Linked DNA regions of Mus musculus: region 1 is linked to region 2. A link is a contact called in public promoter capture Hi-C data. All regions are on one chromosome and are shown on one strand. Each heading gives the region's core, a stretch centred on a gene start, on an enhancer-like site or on the middle of the called end of the contact. The rest is flanking DNA. Distances are from core to core; before and after follow the strand shown. Region 1 holds the start of Tbl1xr1 (transducin (beta)-like 1X-linked receptor 1). Region 2 has its middle 88 kb from the start of Gm31552.

What was found. Promoter capture Hi-C pulls out the DNA fragments that hold promoters and counts their contacts.
Region 1: a promoter capture Hi-C map of hippocampal neurons shows a contact between it and region 2, with 6 times the contacts expected there. The contact joins the promoter of Tbl1xr1 here to the enhancer-like site in region 2. A contact is called at or near these places in 4 of 39 promoter capture datasets (cranial neural crest, embryonic stem cells, hippocampal neurons and 1 more) and 1 of 115 datasets of contacts at active chromatin or transcription factors (forebrain).

The regions. Positions count from the first base shown.
Region 1 is chr3:22,074,143-22,079,866 of GRCm38.p6, reverse strand. It overlaps Tbl1xr1 (transducin (beta)-like 1X-linked receptor 1), which reads right to left and starts at 3,215. Exons shown (of 16, transcript NM_030732.3): 1 at 2,913-3,215.
Region 2 is chr3:20,731,257-20,737,076 of GRCm38.p6, reverse strand. No RefSeq gene overlaps it. Among named protein-coding and RNA genes, the nearest start is that of Gm31552, 88 kb to the left of the region's middle. Within about 2 kb of position 2,391, at least 9 of the 459 cell types and tissues checked have an H3K27ac peak or open chromatin away from gene starts, as enhancers often do. A contact at or near this core is called in hippocampal neurons, where this site is marked.

The DNA.
Region 1 (5,724 bases), core at 1,966-4,465, 1.3 Mb before region 2:
GGAAATCAGAAATCCAAGCGTGGCAAAGCAGCAGGGAAATGTGTCATAAACTGTCATCCAGAAAGAGCATGGAACAAGGGTCAAAACGACCTGGTAGAGGCCTCTTCAAAGCCTAATAAACACCTTGGAGCACCTTTCCATCTCACCACAGAGAAAGCCAACACTACAGATTGGTCACAGGGATCAGTCTGAAGGCCTGAGCGACAGGCAGTGTGACAGGCAGTGTGACAGGCAGTGTGACAGGCAGTGCCTCCTCACACCTTCCTGGAGGTGGCTCAGGCAGAGTCCCTGTCCTTGTCCAGATGTCTGGCAAAAAGGCAATAAACTGTACAATTACTAAGTAGGATGCCACCAACATAAGTCGTCAGACCTCCTGACCATCATCCCAAGGCTCTGTTGATGGCAGTTCAGCAAGCAAGGTGAAGGCCTTCTTGCTACACAACCCCAGGTCTGAGGACAAAATGTAAATGTCTCCTGCTCACTGTTTCCTCTTCCCACTTCAGGGATGTACATACACTGTAAATATTTCTGAAAATGAGTCAAATTCACATGTACTAGAAAAACAGTTGTAAGCAGAGCCAATGTTTCTGCCATCTCTCTCAGTGTTAATGTAAGTATCAAACCTTAACAAATAGTTTCAGCTCCATCCACACCTGCTCAGTGAATGTCCACAGTAGCCAGCCATCCTTGGAGAAACTGTGTGGAGACCACTCTGCAGTTACACTTCATCGCTGTAAGTGAACTAGGACATTTACTCAACAGGTTCAAGTGTCAAAGGTCCATGTGTCAGCCCCTTTTCATCAGAGACCCCATGTTTATAAAGCTGTAGCGACCTAGCTCGCTAGCTTGAAAGCTTACCAGTTTCACAGGAAGCAGTTATTTCTGGTTCTCTGGCAGACAGGTATTATGATAATCAGTCTTGCAAAAACCTTAATTAGATGGAGACTACAAGTATCAAAAGAGGTTCTTGGGTTTATATAAAAAGTTAAAATGTTTTATTGGTCTTCAACAAAATACAATATCAAGGTTGGGCAGTAGCTCATTGGTAGAGCACTTATCTATCAGGAGTGAGGCTCTAGGCTCAATTCCCAACACTACCAAAAAAAAAAAAAAAACCACCCACACACTCCATTTACCACCAGTCTCCTATGCTAACAACATGTACAGATTAGAAGTGTGCTTCAAAGACAGGGTCAACTGCAAGAATTCTGAAGACGTTAACAAGTTAATGAAGTTGCTTAGCTTTTTTTACACATATTTTCTTTCCTCACAGGGTTGGCGTGTTCGTCCTAAATTCTAGAGATCTGAGTTTACAAACTAAAGGTAAGACAAGTAATTTGAGTGTTTAGTGTTTGCGATTACAGACTTCATCCCATGCAGGGCAGCAAAACTAAGAGAGAAATAGTCAAAGCAGCAGAGAAGCCTCCATTTAGACACGAAGGGCACACAGGACCTGCCCAACCCCTTTCAGGCAGGCTGGCGACCTACCGCCCCTCCCCCATAGCTAAATGCCAACTGTTTCTAGAACTCTCAGTGATAATTTGGGAAGTTTGCCATTAACTCCCACGATTCAATCCAACTGATACACAGTGTTTTTGTGCAGATAAAGATGCCCTACTTCCCCAGACTATAAACTTATTAAAGTGGCGAGAACATACAGTCCCAGGAAGTCAGGATTACTGAAGTGCTCCAATAAGCATGGGTCTTATTTAACAAAACTGAACGTGAATCACACAGGGAAACCCAAAACTCATTTACTACCTTCAATGGGCCACCAAGATACTGCAAAGCACTTTAGCTAAGTTAAATCAGTAAGACATGGCCTTGTATTGTTTTACACTGATGGGGGGCTTTCAATCTCAAGATTCAAACTAGAAATAACACATCATTTCATCCACCGTACTTTATTAACATGTTTAGACCAGCATAAGGTTCTTATATGGAAAAACAAGAAAGCCAACAGTAAACTTCCCTAATTAACTGTAAATGGCATATAACCCTTCACCCTGGGGCCGATAAAGTCCAACCAAGGTTTTAAGAAAACTCCAGACTGTTAAAGAAATGTAATGTTTAGCTATGTTCCAACTCTTCTGTGTGATCACCAAATTATTTTCAGTGTTGGGTAACCTAACAAAGAGAGCGTTTCTTAAAAGCCACCCAACCCAAATGTTACACAGAACAGACCATTTTCACAACCTAAATTTAATCCAAATTGAGAACTTCCAAAATTACCGAACACTCTAACACATGCATGATTCGCCTCGAGCTGCCTTTCAACGTGGAATTACACTTAAATGAAAGTCAGCCCCTGTTCCAAAAAAAAAAAAAAAAAAAAAAAAAAGACATCGGTTGCAAAGAGGAAGTCACCCAGCAAACACTCACAACGTGGCTCTATACTGTCAGAAGATAATGTGACTTGTGTGCCACCCCGAAACTTACCAGGAAGCTGGCAATAAGTTTGCCAACTGTATACACTTCTGACCCAACTTTACCGAGGCTGTGGCCAGGGCCTCCTCGTGGGGAGGCCACAGGCACAAGGTGCCCACACTCGCGTCCTGAGTGAGCGAGGCCCGGCCGCGCCCCTCCCCCGCCCGCGCCCCAACAGCCGCCCGCGGTCCCCGCCGCCGCCCGGGGTCTCCGCGCGCCACAGCCCGAGGGGTGCGCGACCGGGCGACTGCAGCCCGCGCGCCCGAGCGCGGACCAGCACCCATCCTGAGCCCTGGCCGCTCCCCCGCTATGTGAGCACAGGGCGGCTGCGGCCCCGCATCCAGCCTGCGCCCCCAAGCCCGCTCGCCTGGGCCCAGTGCCTCCCGCAGCCACCCCGACCCGGGGGGGCAGCACGTGAGCGCAGCCGCCCCTCCCCCGCGCCCAGGCCAAGTTCGCGGCGCCCGCAGCCCCGGGCCCGCGCTCACCTGCTTGGCGACGCTGTCCCCTCCAGGACGCGCGGCGCTCCCCTCCTGGCCGCCGTCGGCACCCCGAGGCGCCCTGGGGTGCGGGCGCTGACAGCCGGGCAGCGGGTCCGGCGGGGGAGGGGCGCGGGGGCAGGGCGCAGCACCGAGGCAGGAGGGGAGCTGTTACTAAGGGAGAGAGCCAAGCGCGCGAGCGGCCAACGGCTCCGGCTCGGCACCGGGGAGCGCGGGGACCAGCCAGGCACAAATGAGCTCCGGGCCCGCGGCGGCGACGGCCGCGCAGCAAAACAAACCCGAGCGGCCTGCGCCCGGCGCGCGGGGAGGGAGGAGGGAACAGGGAGCGAGGAGGGGGAGGGGTAGAGGGGGAGGGGGTGGAGGGGGAGGGGAGGAGGACCCGAGGAGGGGGAGGGGAGACGAGGGGAGCGGAGGGGTGGGGCGCGCCCGGAGGGGGAGGGGAGGAAGTGAGGAGGACCCGGGAGGGGGAGGGGAGCGGAGCCGGGTGGTGGAAGAGAAGGAGAGCTGGGCGGGGGAGGGGAGCCTGGAGGAGGAGTGGGGAAACGGGTTGTGGAGGGGGAAGGGAGCCCCGAGAAGGAGAGGCGAGGGGGAAGGGAGCCTGAGCCTGGGAGGGGGAGGGGAACCTCGACGGGGAGGGGGACCTGGGAGGGGGAACTTAGAGGGAGGAGCGCCGGAGTGGGGGAGGGGCGCGGCGGAGGGGCGGGGCCGCGGTGGAGGCAGCGCGGCGGTGGCGGTGGGGGTGGCGGCCGACGAGCCGTTCCACACTCGGCTTCCTCACTCGCTCCGCTCTCCCTCCACCCAGCCTCCCTCGCTCGCTCGCGGCGCTGGGGGCTGGGCTCGCCGCGCATTCGTTCCAGAGCCCGCAGCCGGGGCTGTCCCGCTGCCTGGGTGGCGCTTGAGTCCCTTCGCCCGCAGCAATCCCGCGAGCCGCGGCCGCTCCGATCCCCGGAGGCGGCCGGCAGCTGCGGGAGCTCGGCGCGGGCTCCACATGGACTCCGCGTTCAAAGTGCCGCACACTTGGATGCGCGTAAACACGCCCGCTCCGGAGCGTACCTGGAAAGGTGCTTCGCCTGCCGTGAGCGAGTTCTAGGATGGGACCCGGAGCACCGCGCGTGGGGAGACGCGCAGCGCGCACGGCGAGAGGGGTTTGGTGAAAACGCAAAGCTGAAATTGAAGTTGTGCGCCCAAATGTGCGACTTGTCTGCGGGTCTTTTGGGAAGGTTTGATGGATCAGTTCTCATTGCGCGAAAATAAAGCCATAGACAGAATGAATGTTCACTAAGTGTGCACCGCGGTGTGATATCCACGGGAGTTTATATTATCTACTTTCTGCATGCGTCTGGCACGTGAAGGCGGTTTCTGAAGTACAGTTTGGCTGCCCAATAATGTCAAAATGTGGCTGCCGGAGCGCCGAGGATTTTTAAAATACTGCGGTGACCTTCCTGAGCCTTTCAGAAACCTGGGCTGTAAGAGGCACCCTTCCTTTTAATTCTAGCATATATCTTGAAACTCTGCTTTTTTGTTACTATCTTTAAAAATACTTTGCAACCTTCTTTGGTGAAAGGTTCTAGTTTCAAGTTGTCAAAACATTTGGAAACGTGTATTCCTGTCAAGCAGTGGTCTTCCTTTAGTGCTTCAAAGATAAATTTTCAAACAAAGTATCATTTGAAGTAACTTTCACAGCTATAGACTGTGCAGCCTAACAAACTCCGAGACTAGATTAGATTTGGTTCAGCCAAGGTCAATGACTCTCCCCTGTTGGCCCCTCCCTGGAGGCGGTTACCTATTTTGACAGGCGTAGCTGGAAGGTGGAAAGGCACCAAAGAAAGTCTATGGAGTTGCAAACGCCCTTTCTACCAGAAAAGTTCAAAGCTTGAGCCTGGGTGTCCCCGGAGCTATTGTCACTTGTGAAAGAGGGAATGTTAGATTAAACAATGTCACCTGATGGGAATGTAGATTATACTGGGTTTCCAAAACACTTCTGTCCAGTTAAGGGAAACAGCACTGAGGAAGCCAAAGACGAGGCCTGCCTCCGTCCTTCAGCTGCCCAGAGCATTTAGTATCTTACCATTGTGTAAGAGCTGTCCACTTACGGTATGCTGTTTGCTCAACATAAACCTCACACTGCAATGCAGGTTCTTTGTCCGAAACGCCCATTAAAATGGTGGGATGGGTGGGGAAAGCTGGTTCCCAGCCCTGGACCTAGACAACAGCTACAAGAAAATCAAGCCACACTTTGAGTGGCTAAGGATGCTCACCAGTCTTTACAGTCAGCGACAAGCAAGTGATTCCTAGCCTCCCAGGAGACATCTCTTCCAAAGACCACCCTCCTTCCAGCCAGAAGCTCTTAGACTCTGAGCTAGCTTCCTCAAGGTGGTCTCTGTGCACGGGACAACGAGGGTGAGAATCTGTTCGTTTGTTAGGTGCACTGTCTTAGGACAGAAACCACTTTATTTGAATGTCATGACAGAAGCCGCCAAAGTTGGGGACCTGTACCTTAAACTTGCTCCAGTAAAGTGCCCTTCAAGCTTTTGGGGTTTTGTTGTTGTTTTGTTTTTATTCTGGTTTGCTTGTTGTTTGGAAGTTTTGAGGTTTTGCATTCATGGTTTATTTGATCTTTTTTTTGGGGGGGGGGGTTGGTTGGTTGGTTTTGAGAGGATTTTCCTGGATAGCTCATCCAGATCTCAAAGCCTTGGCAATCCTCCGACCTCACCCTCCCAGAAGCTAGGAGGATCTCTTACCATCATTAAACAGTAATTGGCCTTGAAGGTCAGCAGATTGACATGCCACCTGCTGGGGT
Region 2 (5,820 bases), core at 1,142-3,641:
TAATGATGTGTTCTTGCTATAGATTAGCAATAATTAAAATGAAAAGTATTGAAGTTTATGTTTAAAACAATATTCATCAATATACCTCAGAAGTATATCATAAAATAAATATTTTGAGAGCAAGTTGTAGCACAAGGCCTAGACATGGTACATTAGTAGAAACAATACTAAATGTATTTATAAAATACTGTAGCTAGTTATAGACATAGTATACAAATGTAAAAATGTAACTATGGACCTACCTCTGGGAAAGAAAGAATGAACTAAGGATGGTATTTAAAGGAGTAGAAGTTTAATCTATATCAGCCATTCTCAACCTGAGGGTCACAATTCCTTTGGTGGTTGACTGATCCTTTTACAGAGTTTGCTATCAGATATACTGCATAGCACACATTTACATCATAATAATATTAGCAAAATTACAGTTTTGAAGTAGCCATGAAATACATTTTGGTTAGTGATTGCCACATTAAAGAGTCACAGCATTTGGAAGGTTGGGAACCACTGATCTATGTGCATTTAAATTGTGTGTGTGTGTGTGTGTGTGTGTGTGTGTGTGTGTGTATTCTATCAACATATATTTTAAAATCCTGATGGTAACAATTTGAAGGCCCTACTGGAATTTGTCTTTATAGTGTGCTTTTTAAAATTATAATCGATACAGAATGATGCTAGTGATATATGTGGCTGTGCTCTGGGCAAGGTGTTTCCAGGTTCTTTGTCTTTCTATTCAAAGAACAGAAATAAAGGCCCAGACAATTTAATGTAGCAAGGAAATTTTATTTAAAACAAGGGGACATTAGATGTCAGAAAGAAATACATCATCATGCATGACAATAGATGACATGTGTGAGGATAGCCAAGGTCCATAATTTTTTATTGAAGTTTTTTTCTTATGAGGTTCAAGAAAGGGAGTTTGGTTGCTAGGGCTTGCAGTACAGGCCTTCTCTATTTTGATCGACAGGACTAGATTATGTATCTCTTTGTTCATTACACATTTCTCTTCCCATTTTGCATTTAGTTTTAATTATATGCATACCACATTATGCATATAATAACTACGCATAGGAATGGAATGGTAAGTAGGAGATCCTCCCCTGAAAGTTCATCTGGTAAACATGGTTTGTCTTATTGCACAAGCTTGCCTTATTGCATAGGCACATAAAGCCAGTTCGAGTGGGACAACCCTTTCACCTTCATACCTGGATATAACTAGAGTAAGACTGGTTAGAACCTGTAAAATTTGAAAGTTACTGATTGGAAAAAATATTGATTTTTCAGAGAAGGGTGCACATGCAATTGGATGCACATATAGGCCCTAGGTTGCTATTTGTTCTAAAAGACTTTTTGGGAAGATGTGTATATACAATATGTGCAGATAGTGGTCTGAGGTTGTGAAGTGTATTATTAGAAGAGAGAACGTAATAAGTAAATAGCCAAAGCCAAGTGGAGCGCCAGGTTGCTAATCTATTCCCTGTGCTTGCCTGTCACACTAGCAAGCCTTGCTCTAAGCTTCCCATATATCCTCATACACAGCAGCAGCATGGTGTGATCTATGATCTCTATTATCAGTAAAACTTGGTTCCTATCACTGACCCACTGTGGGAATGCTGCATAACTCTGGAACACTTACTCTGTTTCTGCTTTAGAATTCTGTGTCCTTCTCTTGTTTGCAGATTATGTTTGAGAACTCTGTGAGATGATAAGTGATGTATTGAATTACCCTGCACTTAGCATCCAGTCAAATACAGTTATTTTTGTGGTGCTTAAGCCCTTCATTTTTTCACATAGAAAAGAAGTAGGTGTAGGTTCCTGACTTGTTTTTAAATGAACATTTATTTCTATGTTATACTTGCCTGGGTTTTCATTTTTGTGGATGCTATTCATAACTTAGGACATAATGAAACAGTAGCAATTTCCTCAAACCTTCCCTGGGGTGCACCATCTTAAATTGTATCCTTTCCAATAATGTACTTTCCTATTTATTTAGAAAAGAAATCCGTATAAAACCAAAAGGTTTAAAGGGGCAAACCATTCTAGAAAAGATTCTCAGTATAAAAGTTAATTTTATGGAACAAGCCCTTTGATTTCATTTAAAAAAAAAAAAACAATTAACTACGCTTTGTTTCTTATTTCAGTTTGCTTTCCAATAAATGTATAGATGCCCTTTCAATCCATGTATGTGGCCAGACTGCTTTCATAGAAGCCTGCTATCTGGCAAAGTTTTTATCTGGGCCATTGTAAGCAATTGAGATTCCTTATGCAGTCTATAGATTTGGAACGAATGGTCAACAGTCAGAACCAGGAACTCAGAAGCTTTAGAAGTCTTCCCAGTTGCAGGCAGCCTCATTTTGACTTGTTCTACAAAGCAAAACATAACAGCATCCCACATAACCTTGGAAAGAAACCCGAAAACAAAATGTCACATGCCTAAACCACATGTGGAAGATTAGAATGTAAATAGAAAAATTGGGAGAATTTTTGCAGCTTCTCAAACCATAGTAGATAAGGAATATCTTCATAATGTGAAAAGAGCCTTTTTATTATCAGAAAGCTTTGACAAGTAGCTTCCCACGCAGCTTATCAAGCTGAATGCCAGGAACATAACCAGAATACTGAATCTGTTCCTGCTTTATTGTGTGGGAAGGGGCAGTTTCCTGCATTTAATTCAACGACTGCACTGAAAAACTGATAGGTCCCTAGAAGTGCTATTGATTTAGAGAGGGAGAAAGGCAGGGAAAGAAAGAGTGAGAGAAGGAGGGGAGGACAGAAAGTGACAGAGAATACTACCTACCTTTTTCTGTTTCTTTATGAATACTTGTTTCCACAGTAATGGTCATTATTGTCACCTGCTTATCCCTCCTCATGGCTCCTTATCACCTCCTCCTCTCTTATGTCCCAAAGATTGCTTCCAATCCTATTTGTCCTACAATGGACAATTGGACAAATCTTAGGCTAGTTCAGAAAAGAGCCTGTGGGTTTTTGCTCCTACGTACTAATCTTAAACTTGGAGTAGAGCAGAAATGTGAGCTATTACAAGATCATTTGAACAGTGTATTCCTGTGCAGTACCCGCCCCCCCCCCACGCCTTCCCCATTTGACTATGACTGGTCATGTTCCAATTCAGTTGGTAAAAAAGCTGATGGAAGAGGGCTGTGCACTAAGACCACATGGCCTCCAGCCCAATGACTCTATCTGTTATCTTGTTTTTATGTTTATTAGCTTTTAATTGGCAATGCTAACTGCATGTCTTACATATTAGAGTCCAATGTCTGGATATACCTGTATATCAGGAAATGCTTAGGTCAGGCTGAGTGCTGAGCACTTAGCATTTCTCCTGTGGAAAATATTTTGGTTTTAGCAGTGAAAACTAGGGTCACCATGGAGACAGCTATGCCATGCTTGTCTTCCACAGACTATTCTCTTAAATCGAATATTCTCTGTGTATTCCTTTCTAAGCCCCCCTGCTGCATTTCTCTTTTCTTTTTCTTTTTAATTATGGTATTAGATTAAACAATCTCTTGTATGCCAGAACCTCTGGATGGTCACAAATTAGTTGAAAGAAGAAATGAAAAACTAATCTAGATGTATGCTGAGTACCTTATAAACTTATTCTTTTAAAAATGTATTACACTGCATGTATTTTTTCAGTTTGTGTGGGGGTATGTGTGTATATGAGTACATATGCTATGGCACGTGTGGAGGTTAGAAGACAGCTTGTAAGCACTGATCCTCTCCTTCCACTATAGGAAGCTGGAGACGAAACCCAGGTCATCATTCTTAGCAGCAAGTGTCCTTAACCTCTAAGCCACTTGGAAGAAATGAAAGGAGGGGGAAAAATGTGATCAGGACAGATTACATGAAAAAAAAAATTAAGCCAATAAATTAAAAAATGAATAAACACATTTTAATGTTTTAAAAAATAATTTCTAGAGCCCAAATAGCCACCTCACCTTCCTGCACCCAAATGTGAACACTTAGCCACAGCTGGGTAGAACACACTCCTTTCTTTCCCAAATGGCAACCAATTATGTTGTTTCCCTTCATCATACCTTCCATGTTTCCATCCCATGACCCTAAAAGGTAAAGACTAATTCCCTTATTCTTAGCTACTTCCTTAAAAAAAAATCCCTAGCAGTCTAGAGTAGCTGTTTCCAATTGTAGGAACAGTTCAACAATTAATTCATTGATATGTCAATAGCTTAAAATATTAATTAAAATAGGTGAGCACTTGTTTTCTGGTACTTCTCCAAAACAAACTATATGTTTCCTATCAAGTAGATAATTTATTTAATACCCCCCCCAAGTTTGTTAGTTCTATTTTTAGAGATTTCAGAATCCAATAATCAATTTTCATGCTTGATTTTCCTGTTTTACAATTCAGAGGGGACTGCAATATTTTTCTCACTCATACTCAGAAAGGGACCAAATCTTGTTATTGGAGGAAAGTAGTAAGTCAGTCAATCTGTCTGTGTGTGTGTGTGTGTGTGTGTGTGTGTGTGTGTGTGTGTGTGTGTATGAGAGAGACAGAGACAGAGAGACAAAGAGAGACAGAGATATAGAAATAGAAATTGGGGGATTACTCTGCTTTATTCATGGGGGAAAAAAAGAAGTAACTCCAAAGACCCACACAGTGAGGGAGAAGTAGCTCCACAGACCCACACAGTGAGGGAGAAGTAGCTCCATAGACCCACACAGTGAGAAGTAACTCCACAGACCCACACAGTGAGGCAGAAGTAGCTCCACAGACACACACAGTGAGGCAGAAGTAGCTCCACAGACACACACAGTGAGATGTAGCTCCACAGACCCACACAGTGAGGCAGAAGTAGCTCCACAGAGCCACACAGTGAGATGTAATCCCACAGAACCAAAAGGAGCTTTGGAACAAGGTGATCCAAAGTCCTGAGCAAAATGGTGATTCACAGAGAGCTACTGAGCAATATAGTGACTCATACAGAAAAACATGTCCTATTATCAGTGGACATAGATTAGGAATTTGAAATTAAAATCAGAGGCAAAAGTAGTTCACTGCAAAGATTTTCCAGAAGTTATTTAAACAACAAATGAACAACATTAACAATCAGTTAAGACAGTAAATGTATGGTAATACTTATGCATACACAGAAAAATCTATTTTAAACATTATGAACCAATTATTACTTAATTGGATGATAATGTAGTGCAGTGGTTGATCATTTGCTTAGCACTTGCCAGTCCCTGGATTTAATCCCTGCTACCTCAATAAAAATTATTTTTATTATTATATCATTATAAATAAAAATAAATATTTTATTTGGTTACTACTTTATATCATGAGATTTAGGTTTTAGAGACAGGCTCTAAGTGCAGAGTCCTGGCTGGCTTATAATTCACTACTCAGGTCACTTTGACCTCTGATTCATATCGGTCCACCTATCTCTGCTTTGGGAATGAGGAGAAAAAAGAATATACACAGTTGATATAACTATTATAGTAATAACAAGTATACTGTGTCTTGTGTCCTTTACATGTATTGTCTTCCAATGGATGCTTACCAGTTCTGAAATATAGGAAGTAGTTTTTCTATATTATTTATGAAAGGAAAGACATTTGGAGACTGGAGGATCCTGTGTGTGTGTGTGTGTGTGTGTGTGTGTGTGTATACTCATGTGAGTTGAAAATGTCATTTTTGAGCTCTGAAGTCATGTTGTTCTGAGATGATTTCAAGTGGAAGGTCCCTGCTTTATGCCTGCTCTGCTCTCCTCGGGAAGTGACGATATGATACAGATTCCTGATGATGAAATGATACAGAACTGGTGAAAAAGCTTAAAACAGGTC